Linked DNA regions of Sus scrofa: region 2 is linked to region 1. The links are chromatin contacts, called in public Hi-C maps. All regions are on one chromosome and are shown on one strand. Each heading gives the region's core, a stretch centred on a gene start, on an enhancer-like site or on the middle of the called end of the contact. The rest is flanking DNA. Distances are from core to core; before and after follow the strand shown. Region 1 has its middle 80 kb from the start of MBP. Region 2 overlaps MBP (myelin basic protein).

What was found. Hi-C and Micro-C count contacts between places; a contact is called where the count stands out from the background.
Region 2: a Hi-C map of liver shows a contact between it and region 1, with 4 times the contacts expected there. The contact joins two enhancer-like sites. A contact is called at or near these places in 15 of 47 Hi-C or Micro-C datasets (adipose tissue, alveolar macrophages, embryonic fibroblasts and 9 more) and 2 of 2 datasets of contacts at active chromatin or transcription factors (alveolar macrophages and skeletal muscle).

What each region holds. Positions count from the first base shown.
Region 1 is chr1:147,567,421-147,572,186 of Sscrofa11.1, reverse strand. No RefSeq gene overlaps it. Among named protein-coding and RNA genes, the nearest start is that of MBP, 80 kb to the left of the region's middle. Within about 2 kb of position 2,621, at least 52 of the 83 cell types and tissues checked have an H3K27ac peak or open chromatin away from gene starts, as enhancers often do. A contact at or near this core is called in adipose tissue, alveolar macrophages, liver and 3 more, where this site is marked.
Region 2 is chr1:147,659,384-147,664,149 of Sscrofa11.1, reverse strand. The region is part of intron 2 of MBP (myelin basic protein); the gene reads right to left. Among named protein-coding and RNA genes, the nearest start is that of MBP, 12 kb to the right of the region's middle. Within about 2 kb of position 2,534, at least 23 of the 83 cell types and tissues checked have an H3K27ac peak or open chromatin away from gene starts, as enhancers often do. A contact at or near this core is called in adipose tissue, alveolar macrophages, liver and 3 more, where this site is marked.

The DNA.
Region 1 (4,766 bases), core at 1,372-3,871:
ATTACATAAAACTACACACAGACACGTGGGAGCACGTAAGCTGGTGAAATCTGAAATCCCAACATGGTTGATGGGCTCTCAGTGTTAATTTCCCGGTTGTGATTCGGACTAGAGTTTTGCAAGACGTTACTATATGGATCATTCAGTATTATTTTTCACAATTGCATGTGAATCTACATTTATCTCAAAATTTTAAAAAAATGTTAATTGCTTCTGTGAGCAACCTTTGCATATGCCTTAGGCACTCAGACCAGGCTCTCTTTGGAGGCTACACTTAGGAGTGAAACAATGAGGTCATAGGGAATATCCATCTTCAGCTTTTATGGCTTATTCTCTAAGGTGTCTGGTCCTGTTTGCATTCTACTCATGATCAAGTGAGTTCTCACTTCTCTAAATCTTCCCCAACCCTCAATATAGTCAGAACTTAATTTTTTTCACCAGCACGAGGGATATGAACAATTATCTCATCGATGTTGTGATTTTCAATTTCCTGAGAACTAGTGGGTTAAGCATCTTTTCATGTCTTACTAGACCAGCCTAGTCACTCACATCTTTTTCTTCTAGGTGGTTTGTTGTGTTTTGCTGAATTTGAGAATGTTTTATACATCCCAGATACCTCACCTAAGTCTGTTTACCTTCATTCTCTAGGCATCCATCTATTTTTTTTTTTTAAATAACAGAGCTTCACATTTACTCTGGTATTCACAGAGTCCAGATGTATAGTTATGAATTTTTAAATTATTGACATGAGGGTGGTTCTGCCTTTGGACAAGGCCTCAGCTCACACCTGAGAGCTCCAGCCTCCTACCTGGGCAGCCTCTCCAGCCCTAATTCCTCACGATCCATCTCTCATGTGTATCTCCCACTGGCTCTGTCTCTCTGGCTAAAGCCTGGTGGCTGCATGTTAAGGTAGAGACTGGAAACCTGCTCATCCAGCCTCTCTGCTCAGCAGGACCATCAGGGTCTCTGCTGACAATTACTGTGCATTAAATCCAGCTCCTAGGGCCCCCAACTCAGGCTGATTTAAGCTTCCTTCCGTGGCTCCAAGGGACCAATAGAAGTGTCCTCCTTTATGTAGTGCTTAATGACTACTTACTAAAAATCGTACCAAGGAATTAGGAAACTGACTCTCCTTACTGACAACTTCACTGAGGAAGTTAGGACAGGGTGACTAAAAGAGATGTGACAGTCCAATCATCCTGTAGAGGAAGCATATTTTGTTGGGTGTGGCCACTCAGGAGCAGTGGAATTTTAAAGAGACAGAAACCAAAGGCAGCTCTGTGAGGTTTGCAAGGTGTCCTGTCAGTCTGCAGGGCAGCAAAGAGGGGCTGGTGGCAGGATCCTGGAACTTAATCCTGTAGGCACCTGTGAGTCTCTGTGCCTTGGTTTCCTAGTCAGTGAAAATGAGAGTAGGAGTTCCCTGGTGACTTAGCTGCTTAGGACTTGGCATTGTCACTGATGCGGCATGGGTTCAATCCCTGGCCCAAGAACTTCCACATGCCATGGGCATTGCCCCCCCAAATGAAGATAATAATAGGGTAGTTATATCAAAGGAGGGTATCCCCTGGCATCAGGACGATTCATCAGGTGAAATAGCATTTTCAGAAGACAGCTGGCAATTTGTAAGTGGTCAAAAATGCTACCTGGGTACAGAAATGGTTGTCAATTTTTTAAAGAACCTAGAAAACTAAAAGTTCAACATACCTCCAATTAGCATTTAGAAATTCAGAAGGAAATAGAAAAAAATCACCAAAAAGACTGGTCTCTACTCTTTTCCACCTTCAGCAAGTGCCTTTCATCAGGGCACATGGTCGAGGCCATCCCCCACCAAAGCTAGGCTGAAGTGATTCCATGTCAATCACAGATCAAATAACTTTTCTAAATGCTCTTCTCTTTGGACAGAAATACGATACTTTAGAAAGATTTTTAAGGTGCATTTGAACCAAACAGTTTTTGTTCAACCCTGGTTAATAAAGGTACTCAGTTAAATCCTAGGGAGTTACTGTTAACCGACATTTTATGGCAATTTTTAACTGGATTTCCTCCCTTCAGGTTTTGATCTATCCCACTTAAAAAAAAATTCAGCTACCGACGAGCACCCGTGGCCTGGGAGGAACGCCGCGGGTTCATAAGGCTTCTGCCCCTTGCAGGTCATTTGGCCCATCCTTTCCTGAAGATCTGCTTTGACTCCTGCTGGCTCCACACCTGGGTCCCCATGTCCCAGGAGGCCCTCAGCACTCTCATGTGGCCTACCAGGGAGCAGAGGTACAGGCCTGAGCCCAATATAGGGAGGTCCCTAACTTGCAGGCCACTCTGTAAAACATCCCCCTGACCTCGGTGGGCTAAAAATCTTCTCCAAAAGCCATAGGTCTTAAATAGGATGCATCCTAAAATCCCCTTCCTAGGAAAAACTCTCTTTCTAGGCCAGGTGTTCATGTCCATGTCAGAACAGCCAGCGCCCCCCCGCCACCATGTTTATACCCCTCCCAACACATCCCAGCTGCTGCACGTGCCCTCCACGGAGGCAGAGAAAAACTGCACACATGCTGTTGATTCTCACATTGCCGCAATTGGAAAACAGAGGATGGGGAACCGAAACACGCCTATTTCCTGCCGGAGTCCCACTGAGTCCCAAAGAAACTGAAAGGGTTTCCCAAATCTCACTCCGCCTTCCAAACGGGAGAGAGAGAGTAGCCCCTAAGAGAAAGCAGCTGGTGTCACCGGTATCCCGCAGGACCTAGAATCACCTAGGCGTCAGTAGAACCTTGCAGCACACACAGCACCCTCAGAGCCAGCTCACCCAGCGACGGGCCCAGAGGGGCTTCACGCGGGACAGGGGGACCGCGCCGCGCGCAGGTGCGCGCAGGTGCGCGCAGGTGGGGTACCGGCCGGCGCAGGTGGGCTCAGGCAGCTCAGCCAGGCCAGGCCTCCCGAAGGCGGAAGCAAGGCGAGTTGCCTGTCACCGCCCTCCACGCTCAAAGGGAAACTGGTTTTCGTCTGGAAACGGCGGGAGGGTGAGGTCGTCTGCCCGGCTCCAGGTGTGTCTTTAAGAAGCACTTTAAGCCTGTGGGGATCCCCCGCCTGCTCGAAAGCTCGCCACCAGCACCCATCCCCGCAACGCCCAGGGCGGCCTCTTTGACCTTCGTCACCTCCCTCCGAAACTCCACCCCCACCCCCTCCCACACTCTTGAGACCCCAGCCACGGGAGCCCACATCTGGACACTCATCCGGGACAGCCCCGCTGCTCTGGAGCGCGTCTACACCCGCACCCACCCCCCGCCCCGGCGGCCCCTGGGCTGCCACCTGCCGCCACCTGCGCCGCCGCCCAGGGGAACTCCGGGCCCGGGTCCCCGCTCCGAGGGCGCTGATAAAGGCGCTTGCCCACCCAAGAGTCACCCACCGCGCTAAGCTTGGTGCTCCTAGGCCGAGGGCGCCGCGGGATCCAGGCCGCCTTCCCGCCGCCCCGGCCCCAGGCGCCAGGAGCGCGGGGTCCCAGGGCTCCGCCTTCCGGGTCAGGGACGCGGGCCGCCGGGGCCAAAGGCTCGTCCTCGCTGGCGCGCTGCAGAGGCGACTGACGGCGGCTGCTCGGGGGCCGAGCGCCCCGCCTCCCTCCCCCGCCTCCCGGGCTGCCTGCGAGCCAGGTAAACACGCCGCCCCGGGCCCAGCCGCCCACCTGCCGCCCGCTGGCCAGGTCCACGTCCCGACGCCTCCGCCACGAGGGCTCCGGGCACACGCGGGAGGCGGGCTCGGAGTTTGCCCGGGACTGAACTCGGGCTCTTTGCGCCTCCGCGCGTGGCGGAGCCTACGAACCACCCCGCCCGACCGTGCTGGGAGGGACTGCGGTAGTTTAGGCTCCACGCCCCATACCACGGCCGCCGTGGCCGCTGGCCAGAATCTACTTCCCCGCCTCGGGGTGCAGGGCACTCCGCAAAACCTGGCCCCTTGGGAACACCAGGGTGGCGTTGGTGCAGCACCGCTCACAGGTAGGGTTCCTCTGGAGAGCGCATGCTTCCCGAAGGAGGCTGGCGAGGAGGGCTCAAAGTAGACCAGAAAACGCACAGAAGGAGCGGGCGAACCTGGGTCCTGCGGCCTGAATGATCTCTCCCTCGGCTTGGGGTCGGTGTCATCCTCTTGGTCCAAGGGATCCTGGTGTTGGACATTAGTCACCTACACAGAGTCGTTTCCCCCTGGACTTTCGGCCTCATCCTGATGGTGGAAAAGTAGGAGGTGGAGGGAGAGACGCGACCACCAATTTAGATTCGGGGTCAGGGGATTGAATCTGAGCTTTCCAAGGAGCCCCTGGGAATCCACACTGTTCATTGGGGGAGGGGGAGTCTGGTGCCCTTGAGACCCAGCCTTGTCCCCTGGGCCGGCTTTAGGGGCCAGTAGAGCCACCTCCCAGTGTGGTTTCAGGGCTGACACCCTCACAGACCCCAGGGGGTTTATCGTTCAAGTTCAGGTGCTGGAGATTCAAGAGAAGTGTGTCCACCTCACTTCACTGTCACATCACTATTTGATCCTTTCCTCTAAGAAGATTGGCCTGGGGGGTTCTGGAGTTGGAGGTGGGGGGTCAGGAGGGAGGATGGCTGCTGAAGATGAAGTTTGTGTTTCCACTTTTTTGCTGGGAGCCTTCAGCTCACTTGCAGCCAAGGCTGGACAGGTGGAAGTGAGGGACTCAGAAGAACCCCAGGATGAGTAGGGTAGTGACTCTGACAGGGAAGTTCCAAGGCTCCTGACCCAAGTCACTCTTACCTGCCCCCCTCCCC
Region 2 (4,766 bases), core at 1,285-3,784, 92 kb before region 1:
CCATACAGGGTGTATCTGACAACTAGTGTTGGTAACATCTGTGCCATCTTTTCCACGTGATGTGAACAGACATGAACTCTGGGTGGAGCTGCTATTTGGAAACCTCTGTCCTTTTGAACATCATGTTTTCATGGAGGTCACCAATGCAGGTGTCCTCACGCAAGATTCTTTTCATCTTAACCCTCTGTCCACCCTGGGCCTGGAGCTTCAGGCAACCCCACGCTGCGGTGCTCTGGGCCTGGCCCACAGCTGGAAAGCACCTTTCTCCCTGGGCCCAGCAGGATCCAATGGACAAAGGAGCAAAGAAAGTGATTCAACTTGCTTTGAAAACACAGGGCGGACACATTGTTATTCTCACCCTGATCCTAGACCAGAAATGTTGCTCAGTGTGTCCACTGGTGGATTTGACATGGATGAGTAGGGAGGCTCTGAACCTGAAACTCGCAGCCGCTGGAGAGACCATGGGCCACCCACGTGATAGAAGGGAAGGAGAGGCATGGACTTAAGAAGCTGTTTCTCTCTTTTGGAGATTGCAGACTTACTTCCCGTTGAGTTGTGAAGGTGTGATGTCCTAGAAGTCACAATGTGCTCAGATGAAAGAAGATAGTATTAAAACGTCTGTAGGTGGCGTCAGGTAGAGATGTCAATACCTGGAGAACAGGGAAAGCTGCAGAGCTGCTCTTCACTAGAAAATGAGCTTCGATTTCTCTTGAAAACAACAATAGTTGGAAAGGACAAAAGCAAGGCTAGTTAGAGAGGAGATTTTTCAGTTTCTCTGTTCCTTTGAAGGATGTGGTTCCATGTAATTAAGACAGAGGAATGGGGGAAGCCAGTCTGCTCCCCCTTTTAGTGGAAGAGGTTTTCCTCAACCCAGGCACATTGTACCCGCTAAAATGTTCCCTTTTGTTCATGTGATTAAAAGCCCCCAACCACCAGCCCACCAGCCTTCCCACAAGCACATGCATCTCCAATACTTAATTCTCCAGTTTGCAGGTTTGACACCACAGAACTGTGCACACATCCACAAAGCGCCTTCATTAGATGGTTTTCCCAGCGGTCTAGAGAGAGGTGGAGTAAAGCAATTTGCATTTTTCCTCCCCCACGTGCCCTGCCCCGCCCCCTGAGAAATCTTTGATTTTGTGGGATTCTCAGGAAAGTTGGATCCAGGCAGCTAAGCGGTTCATCCCTTTAACCTATTTGGTTAAAGACTGTAAAACGGTCTCCCTTTTACTGAATTGCCGGTGATAAGGTACCCTCAACAGAGTAAGACCTGGATCAGGAAAATGGTTTTTTTCTTGTGAAAGTGGTTATAAAACTAAATGGGCTTCTATATTGTTTTCTTGGTATTTAAGAATGATGAAACGCAGTTCACTAGGAAACGGATAGACGTTTTCTGCCCTTTTCCCCTTGCTTCACGCTTCTTTCATGGCTTATAAAGATCCTTTCCATCCTTAGAAATCTTGTGGAAGTGATTTGGCCTCCTGATGGGCTTCCTGACAGAGGCAGTAGCAGAGCTTGTGCTGAAGAGCCAGGCTTTGGAAAGAAAGGTTGGGAGCTTTCCTCCCCACCTTGGTGGCAACTCTGGCCCAGGTACTGAACTAGATGCCAATAAAATTAATGTTACGGACTACAACAGGTGTCCCAGATGTCACCAGCTTGCAGCAGAAGTGGTACGCCTGGCTGGAAACTGTCGGAGCTATGCTGCTTCTCCCTTGCAGAGCTGGTGCTGATAACACGGCGTGCGACCCCCAACCTCTGGCCATTCCCAGAAATCGCTGGACGAGGAGATTCTCTTGGGTCTTTTGGCCACGCTCCTAGGTTTGCTTATTTGTTTTTCAGAGGAAGTAGTTGCTCTGTTTCTGGTCAAACAGCTTCTAATGTGCCTTGGGAGTTAATGCTAGAGTTTTTCTGGCAAGGTCCCGGCATTTGGATTTCACAATCTGGAGAGAACTGCCTTGTGTCTGAATGGTATATGCAATCTGCTCTGTGTTTTTGCCCTTGGCAAGTCGAAGACTATGTTTGCTTCTGAATCATTGACTCGAATGATTTTAATTAAAGCCCGAGGCCTTTCCCTTCTTTAGAGAAAGCTGTGCAATGTCAGCAGCAGGATTTTCTCAATCACGGGAGCGATTCGCAGGCAGACCTTTGACTTGGGTGGAGATTTTAGGTGACCTGGTGACTGTTCTCGCAATGCATTTCTTCTCAGCTACCGGAAATGGAGAAGGCTGGTGGGCATAGTGGTGGCTGGCGGGGCAGCCTGTGTGTCAGGGCTGTTTCTGGTGCTCGTTTCAGCCTGGACAGGTTTTCAAGTTGGAGAGTTTCCTCCCTGAGCAAATTGTCCAGCTGAAGGCTGTGGGCGGCCAGGGGCAGGTTGGCTTCTGCTTTCCTTTGCCATGTTTCATCTGAAACGAGGAGACCCAGGATCCCGGCCTTCTCAGACAAATGGGTTTGATGCCCTCGGCTTGGTGTCAGAGGCCTCCTGGCAAGGACCAACTGCAATCTCCTGGGATGCAGGCATGAGATCACCCCGGGCACAGGAAGACAGGAAGTCAGTGTCACATGTCACAGCCCTTGGGTCTGCTCCTTCAGTGAACACTGAAGGAAGGCTGTGTGTTTTTCGAAGGGGCTTGAACTCCCGATGGGGGGGCCTCTGAGGCCTGGTAGTGAGGCCGGAGCTGGAAGCTTCTGTCAGGGTGGTGAGGATGCCTTTTCCTCTTGGCAGCCCGCCCTCCGGCTGATGCACCCGCCCAGGCCAACCTGCCCAGTGGCCTCTGTGAAGATCCATCCACAATTTCCATGGCCAGGCAGCCCTCACTTGTCTGAGGCAACCCCTCCTTCCTTGGCCTGGGAAGCCTGGGAGAGCTCACAAAGACACACAGGCACATCTTTACTGCAGAAAGGGCTTACCTCTGTTTCCCAAGCTCAGGGCTGGTGCCGAGAGCGAGGCTCTTGAATGTGGGTCTGGAAGTTTCTGTCTATCACCTTCTGCAATGGCGGGAGGCAGGGTTGGATGTTGGCCTTAACCTCTCCACTTCTTTCCTGGCTCCCAGGCACCCATTTTTAAAGACCTCAATGTGTCCAAAGTATGTGAAAGACTTCCCAGCAAGAAAATCAAGCTAAGACCTCAACAGAGGTGCAAAGCAAACAACACCCAGGACGACTTTGCTGTCTTGGAGTTCCATGTCTCCTTGTGCAGGATGACGGTGCATAGTTAAGGGATGCACAGTCAGGAATATCTGTTTTGGAAGGAAAAGCCAAGCAGCCACAGGCTTTCCAGCAAGTGAAGGCTGAGGGCCTCGTGCTGCTGCCATGGGAAGCAGCCCTTCTGCCGGCAGAATAGAACACCGGCCTGGCCCCAGGGGAGGCCAGAACTTGATCTGTTCTGTGTCCCCACAGCTAGACCTCCAGGGCCCATCAGGATCACCCAGTTCTGGCCACAGCCATATACTTGGAAATCAGAAGGACATGGATGCAGAAAACCTGACGATGAAGCAGGAAGAAAGCCTCTGGAAGCTGCCCCCCGACCCTTGTGTGAGGGATTCCTGGGGGCTGGGGCTGTGCTTCTCATGAGCAGAACAAGATCCTACAGCCTGAGGCATGAGGGTCACCCCAGCACGTCGGCCATCTGCACGGTTACGAAAGTTCCTGAGATTTGAAGAAAAGGCCAGTGGAGACACATGCAGTCAGACTCTGACACTTGTACTTTCTGGCCAAGAAACAGGCCAGAGAGCAGAAACCCTCAGTCCCAAGGCCGCAGCTACGGGCAGGATGTGGCCTCCCAGGGCCTGTGCTCTGCGGCTCCTGGGCTCTGTGGGAGGTGGGCTTGAGGCGCCCTGCTGGCCAGGGCTGGGGCTCTGCCTCCTGGTTCTCTTCAGCACCATGGGCCCTGGGGCCTCAGCCAGACAAAGGGTTCCTTTAGCTGTTGCTGTGGCTTTGCAGGAAGGAAGGAGGCTCAGAGCAGATACAGGGCGCTGAGCGGCAGAATCAGATCCACATTTGTTTCCATTCTTACTCGGTGCTTTTCTAGGAGCTGAGGCTCTGACTTGGTAACCTTCCAGTGCCCTGGGAATGCTGGTTGGTGGCGGGTTCAGAGCAGGGAGGACAGCTCCGGGCAAGCCTCTGGGTGCACCGTGCAGCCAGGTGGCTGGACAGGGTCCTCTCCAGGCTGCCAGGACCACTCCTGGGCAGGGGCTGCAAGGTGCCGGCAGAGGGGCTTTAAAGGAATCCGGTACGGGAACTGATGGGAACGGCATCAGGGGCTTTTCCCCTGCCATTCTCCCTGAATCTCCAGGCCCCGGCGTGCAGGTGCGGGGTCTTGGGTACCTGGGCAAAGCATTTGCTCCCTGGCTCTGGATGCCTTTCCAGCCCCTTCCATTCGCAGGCACCACGTGCTCTGGGTGATGGCCGTTTCCAGAGGCCCAGCCGTGCAGAGCCAATGGAGACAGCTCTGTCTGTCTTCCCACGGAGCTGCCATCTCTGTTTATTTTGCTCTTGGTTTCTCCCTTGGAACTCAAGCTGCTCCAACTTGCTTTGAGTCCTCAGATACAATTTCATTTGTGTACTTGGGCTCCCCTCTGCCTGATCCCACAGTCTTGTAACAGCCCTCGAAGTCAATCCTGCATCAGAACTAAGAAGGGCCTGGAATCAGGATTCCTTGCAGGGAGCCAGGTTCTGAAGAGCCACCCCAGTGCTGAGCCTGTTTGTTCTGTGGCCTGTTACCTGGACTCATGGCGGGGGGCTTTCTCCTCCTTTCATGGTGTGTTTAT